Linked DNA regions of Sus scrofa: region 2 is linked to region 1. The links are chromatin contacts, called in public Hi-C maps. All regions are on one chromosome and are shown on one strand. Each heading gives the region's core, a stretch centred on a gene start, on an enhancer-like site or on the middle of the called end of the contact. The rest is flanking DNA. Distances are from core to core; before and after follow the strand shown.

The links. Hi-C and Micro-C count contacts between places; a contact is called where the count stands out from the background.
Region 2: a contact with region 1 is called in a Hi-C map of liver, with 5 times the contacts expected there. The contact joins the promoter of LEAP2 here to the promoter of SHROOM1 in region 1. A contact is called at or near these places in 2 of 5 promoter capture datasets (both in liver), 13 of 47 Hi-C or Micro-C datasets (adipocytes, embryonic fibroblasts, heart right ventricle and 5 more) and 1 of 2 datasets of contacts at active chromatin or transcription factors (skeletal muscle).

What each region holds. Positions count from the first base shown.
Region 1 is chr2:135,151,008-135,153,816 of Sscrofa11.1, forward strand. It overlaps SHROOM1 (protein Shroom1), which reads right to left and starts at 1,533. Exons shown (of 8, transcript XM_021084746.1): 1 at 905-1,533; 2 at 511-902; 3 at 361-419; 4 at 1-130. The coding sequence starts at 1,487. It overlaps LOC102159960 (a long non-coding RNA gene), which reads left to right and starts at 1,443. Exons shown (of 6, transcript XR_002341904.1): 1 at 1,443-1,534; 2 at 1,628-1,705; 3 at 2,090-2,143; 4 at 2,440-2,809.
Region 2 is chr2:135,193,065-135,195,764 of Sscrofa11.1, forward strand. It overlaps LEAP2 (liver enriched antimicrobial peptide 2), which reads left to right and starts at 1,387. Exons shown (of 3, transcript NM_213788.1): 1 at 1,387-1,468; 2 at 1,671-1,810; 3 at 2,122-2,404. The coding sequence starts at 1,412. The coding sequence ends at 2,158.

The sequences.
Region 1 (2,809 bases), core at 283-2,782:
ATCATCAGGAAGGGAAGGAAGCCGAACAGACACCTTGCAGTTCTCTGAGACATTCTGCTCACCGTCAGAGGGGCTGCTCTGGGGGCCCTCTGCAGGACACACCTCTGCAGCATCTTTCTCAGTCAGAAACCTGGAGGCAGGGACCCCACACTGACCACAGTCACCAGGAAAGATGACCCTGGTTCTGCACCAGAGGAACAGTAGGGTGTTGGGGGGCAGGGATTAGGAGATGTGGTTTGCAAAAGAGGGTCAGAAGGTTCAAACTGAGGCTAAGTGGGAGGCCCTCTTCTTTCTTGGGCAGGATCTATGAAAGCTGCCTGCCCCCAGCTTTCATTCCCCAGAGGGGTCCATGTCTCTCACCTAGAACGTTTGGTCAGAAACAACGGTCTGCTGGTGGTTTCTGCTCCTTGGGGAACAGCCTGGAAAGGCAAGCAGATGGATGAAATGTTGCTCAGGTTTTCAGTCTTCCAGCTGCCCCCATCCCAAGCTGGCAACCCCCATCTTCCATACCTGCGGAATGGGCATGACCCCTCCTGAACTTCCCCACGGGGCCAAGACTTCTCCTGAAGCGCTCCAACTCCGACCGGCAGGTCTGTAGCCATGGCCGAGCCTCAAGGACCGGGGTTTCGGGTCCTCGATGTCTCGGGGCTGGGTCACAGGCAGCCACCTGATCTGGTGACCATCGAACTCCGCCGGGGTCCGCGGCTGCTCTTCCTGGGGCTCCAGCCTCCCAAGGCCTGAGCTGGAGCGGGCCTCCCCCGAACATTCCCTGGCCGGCGCACCCCCCTGACCCACGCGATCCAGCTTCCCCGGCTCGGAGAAGCACCACTTCCGCTGCTGGTTGGCCAGGCGTCCCCGGCCAGAGGTTCCCGGCCCGGGAGCCCCGGGGCGCGGCGGCTCCACTTCCCCCCGGGGTGGCTGAGCGAGGCGGAGCGCGGGTGCGCGGCGGAGGGCCGCACGGGGGCCGCGGGCCGCAGGCGGGCGGGCAGGCTCATGCGGAGCTCCTTGCGCTGGAAGGACGTCTCCCGGAGCACTCGCCGCTGCGCGCCCTGCAGCCGCTGGCGGTAGGCGGCCCGCGAGGCCGGCGGGCTGGGCGGCTCGGCGGCCCGCGCCGCGGCCTCCGCCTCGGCCGCCAGCGCGTACAGCAGCGGGGTGGCGTGGCGGCTGAGAGGCCCTGGGGTGCCCTGGAGCTCAGGGGGACGCGGCCCGCTGTGCGCGGCCGCCGCAGGCCGGGGCTGCGGGCAGGTGCGAGGGCCCGCGGCGGGCGCGGCGGGGGCCGGGCCTCCCCAGACCACGCGCACGTAGTCCCAGTCCAGGTAGGGGAGCGGGCGGGTCCCCGGCGAAGGTGTGCGCGGCTCCGGACCGCCGGAGGCGGCGGAGAAAGAGCCGTAGGCCGAGTCAGCGCGCGCAGACAGCCGCCGCAAGTCCAGGCTGCGAGTGGATGAGGCTGGGGAGGCGCGGTCGCCTCCAGGACCCAGGGCCTCCATGGCTCCGACGAGGGCCGAGGCTGGCCTGGAAGAGCAGACGTGGTGCGGTGGGTGAGGCGCTCCTGGGAAGGGTTGGGGCAGCCTGCTGGCCCCTCCATCACAGAGGGCCTGGTGCTTACACATCCTCTCTCTGGCCACAGGATCCTTGGCGCCAGCATTTGTCACCCCCTTAGTCGGGGCTAGCAAGGGCAGTAGGACCAAGGGAGCCACTATGGAGGGTGAGGGCCTTAGTTCACTTATTCTTGGCGACTAGCCCATTCCCCGCTGGGGCGCGCTCTTGGCTAGCAGCCCTGGCTCTACCCTGGCACCTTCTGGAGCGCTGCATGTACCCATACTCCTTCCCTCCCCCAGCCTGTCCCACCCAGGCTGCTTCCTGGCAGCTTTGTTAGCTTCTCCCTGTGATCTTTCCCTGATAAACAATGGTCAAGATCCGAGATCAAGTCCGAGATCGCAGGCCAACAAAGAAAGGAGGTGGGGGAGGCCGGGTCAGGTGGCAGGAGCAGCTTCAGAGCCTTCCTCCCTCCCTCTGGGCTGGTTGTGCTCCAGGTGCTTTCAATAAATATTTATCTTGACCCTCACAAGTGCTGTCTGCATTTTTACAGATGAGGACACCGAGGTTCTGAGGGAGAAATGATTTGCCCAGAGGCACACAGCTGGTAAGAGTCAGATCCCTGCCTGGAATCTGGGCCTGCCTCCAAACTTACTGCAGCCAGAATCGATTTCCTAGAAGCAAACCCTGCTGAAAGCCAGTTTAACCCCACCCACCCCCCAGATGCCTGAAGCCTCCAACAAAGCCCAGACTCCACTGTGGTAAATGGTGACCCCCCCTCCCCGCCGCTTCAAAATACTGGCAGATTCCTGGATAATATGTCCCCTGCTTGGGAGCCTCTGCCTTTTGTCTAGGAATGACAGGCTCACCGGTCTCTTTGTCCTGCCACTCTTGCTCCTACAGGGCTCAGCTTAGAGGTCTCCTGACCTTTCGGGTTCCCAGCGGTTCCTGAGCCTTCCCCCATCACAGCAGTCAACCCTACATTGATTGGCGGCCGTGTACTAGTGATTCAGTCTCCCCATGTCCACCCCTGAGCTTCCTGAGGACAGGCCCTGCGCTTACACATCTCTGTACCGTCAGTGCCTGGCAGGTAATGATGATAAATATTTGTTGAATGACAAGGAATGGAGCAGCCTTACAAGGAGTAGATGGGGGGTAGGAAGGAAGAGGGCACCTTTGCTTCTAGCCACTCTTCTCTCCCTACTTGTCTTTTCTGAGGAAGGGGACAGAATGAGTGAGGCAGTTGCCACCATGCACACTGATCATGTGACTC
Region 2 (2,700 bases), core at 137-2,636, 42 kb after region 1:
TTTAGGAAGAGCTATCAGCAAATCGTTCAGGGAGGAGCAGGCAGAAAAACTTGTTGCATTTGTCTTCTTGGCTTTTCCTTCCAGGTCATAGGAAGATCTAAAGTCCTATAAACCTCCTTACTCAGAATTCAGACCTTTCCCAACAAATTTGTTAAAATGCCTGTGTCATTTAATGACTGCCCATAACCATTCAAGGTTTTGGGACACCTTCTTGGGCTAGAAACCTGCAGGGGTTCCTACTTATGGTGACAGATGTTTCAGGCTTTGGGGAGATCTCAACCCTGTGCCTGCTTCCTGAGGCTGCTGGAGGAAGGTGCTCTGTTAAAAGGCTTAACTGTTGGCAGCAAAGCTAGTAATTCAAGGTTTGCAACATCTGTCACCACCACTAAGTTTTTCCACTGAGTTAGGAGCCCCTGCTATCTTTTCATTCACTTTTTTTTTTTTTTTTTTGGTCTTTTTGTCTTTTCTAGGGCCACACCCGCAGCATACGGAGGTTCCCAGGCTAGGGGTCTAATCGGAGCTGTAGCCTCCGGCCTACGCCACAGCCACACAGGATCTGAGCTGCATCTGTGACCTACGCCACAGCTCACAGCAACGCTGGATCCTTAACCCACTGAGGAAGGCCAGGGATCGAACCCGCAACCTCAGGGTTCCCAGTCGGGTTTGTTAACCACTGAGCCATGACGGGAACTCCTCTTCATTCACATTTTTAAAAAGCAAAGTCAACCTATACTCCTTCATTCAATTCACCCATGACTGAGCCACCACCAGTCCGTCCTGACTGCCCTTCCCCTGGGAGATGGAAGGTTGGCCAGACTTTGAACTTTCTGCAGCTGGTTTTCCATTCTCGTAGGGAGATGTGGAGCAGATAATTAGAGTGACAGTCCATCTATACAAATGGGGATCTGGGGCACTGTAGCTCATGCTTGCAGAAGCACCCTCCCACAGAAGGGAGATAAGGAAGGGCCCTATCCAATTGCCTGTAACAAAATAGATCAGCGCTTCTTTTCTACACAAGGAAAGGGGTCAACACGCTTTCTGAAGACCTCATTAGAATTCTATTTTGACTGGCGTGAACTCACTGAGCTATTTTGGAATCAAATCATGGCTGGGTGCCCAGCTCTCCCTCAGTGGCTTCACGTGGCTTTTCAAAGGGGAGGAGGTAGTGGAGGGAAGGGTCCAAACCAGCAACATGATCACTCAAAGTCCACGAGGGATCAGTAAATGCGACGTGCCTGAAGGGCAGGCCTTGGGCACATTCCTCTCTGGTAGACATTAACTTATTAAATCGACCCTGACTGCAAATATAAACTTTGCCCCCATCTCACCTGGCAACCATCAGAGGCGGGTTTGTCTATAAAAGGAAGTGGGAACTGTCTCTTCAGGCTCCAGCATCCCCCCCTCGATCAAGATGTGGCACCTTAAACTCTTTGCAGTACTCGTCATCTGCCTGTTGCTGGCAGTCCAGGTAAGGAAAGAAGGCTACACACATGGGTGTGGGTGGATGGTGGCGGTGGTGGAACTGTAAGCAGAACCTGAGAGCCAGACTCGGTCCTGAGGAAGAGTCCCTCTGCTCTGAGTCTACAGCATCCAGGGGGTGATCGTTCTTACAAGGTGTACAGCAGTGTCATCTCCAACATACCTGAGGTCAATCTGTCTTTGCCATTCAGGTCCACGGCTCCCCGATACCGGAACTGAGTTCCGCCAAGAAAAGGCCGAGGAGAATGACTCCATTTTGGAGAGCGGTTTCCCTCAGGCCCATTGGAGCCTCTTGCAGAGATGATTCGGAGTGCCTCACGAGGCTGTGCAGGTACTCCCCAAACCTGGGGCCTGGGAAGGGGGCAAGGGGCCTGGGAAGCTGGGCAAAAGAGAGAGCAGTGCACGCACAGACCTAAGAAGCAAACTGGGTTGGAGGACCGCCTGGGCTGAGCCTGGGAGCTCCACGGAGAAGACAAGAGTTAAGGGCCAGGAAGGGCTCCACACAGATACCACGAGAGAGTGCTGCCTTTTTCTCTGCTCCACGCTGAGATTGGGTATCAGCCAGAGGAAGGAAATGCAGCAGAGGTGGCTCTGGGCACTGCGAGACTTTTGTCTCCAATATCACTTTTTCTTTTCCCTTAGAAAAAGACGCTGTTCCCTAAGTGTGGCCCAGGAATGATGTAAATACCAGGGGGAGAGGACAGCACTTACCTGCGACAATGCTCCGTTCTATGGAATATTGGTTAACTGCATTTGACTGGAGACACTTAAGTGAAGCAACCTTGTGTTTTTAAAGACAGATGTATGCTTTAAATCGGTCTCCATTTCTTCTTAGAATGTTCATATGTAGATAAGCCTAACAACTTGTCAACTTAAGAGTTTATTTTTCTATGTGTACTATTATTTAAACTGTGGCAGCCTGGAATTCACACTTTTGAGGAAAAGGATTCATTTTGTGGAAGACAGGAAAACACCGCACTGCCTAATAACAATGTGCTAACTTCTTAATCTGGAACGTGCAGTGAGAGCATTTTTTTCAAGAAATAACCAACAGCAGGCTCCAGGCAAAAGTTTAGTAATAGCTAATGATCAGCCTTGCCAAGTTCATAAACTGGACGCTACTCCTTCACTCCATGTAAAGAACTCTCCAGGGAGGTACCAAAGATGGGGAATGCTTGCAACTCGCTACCTGATGATGTACCTCAGTCTGTTCATAAATAG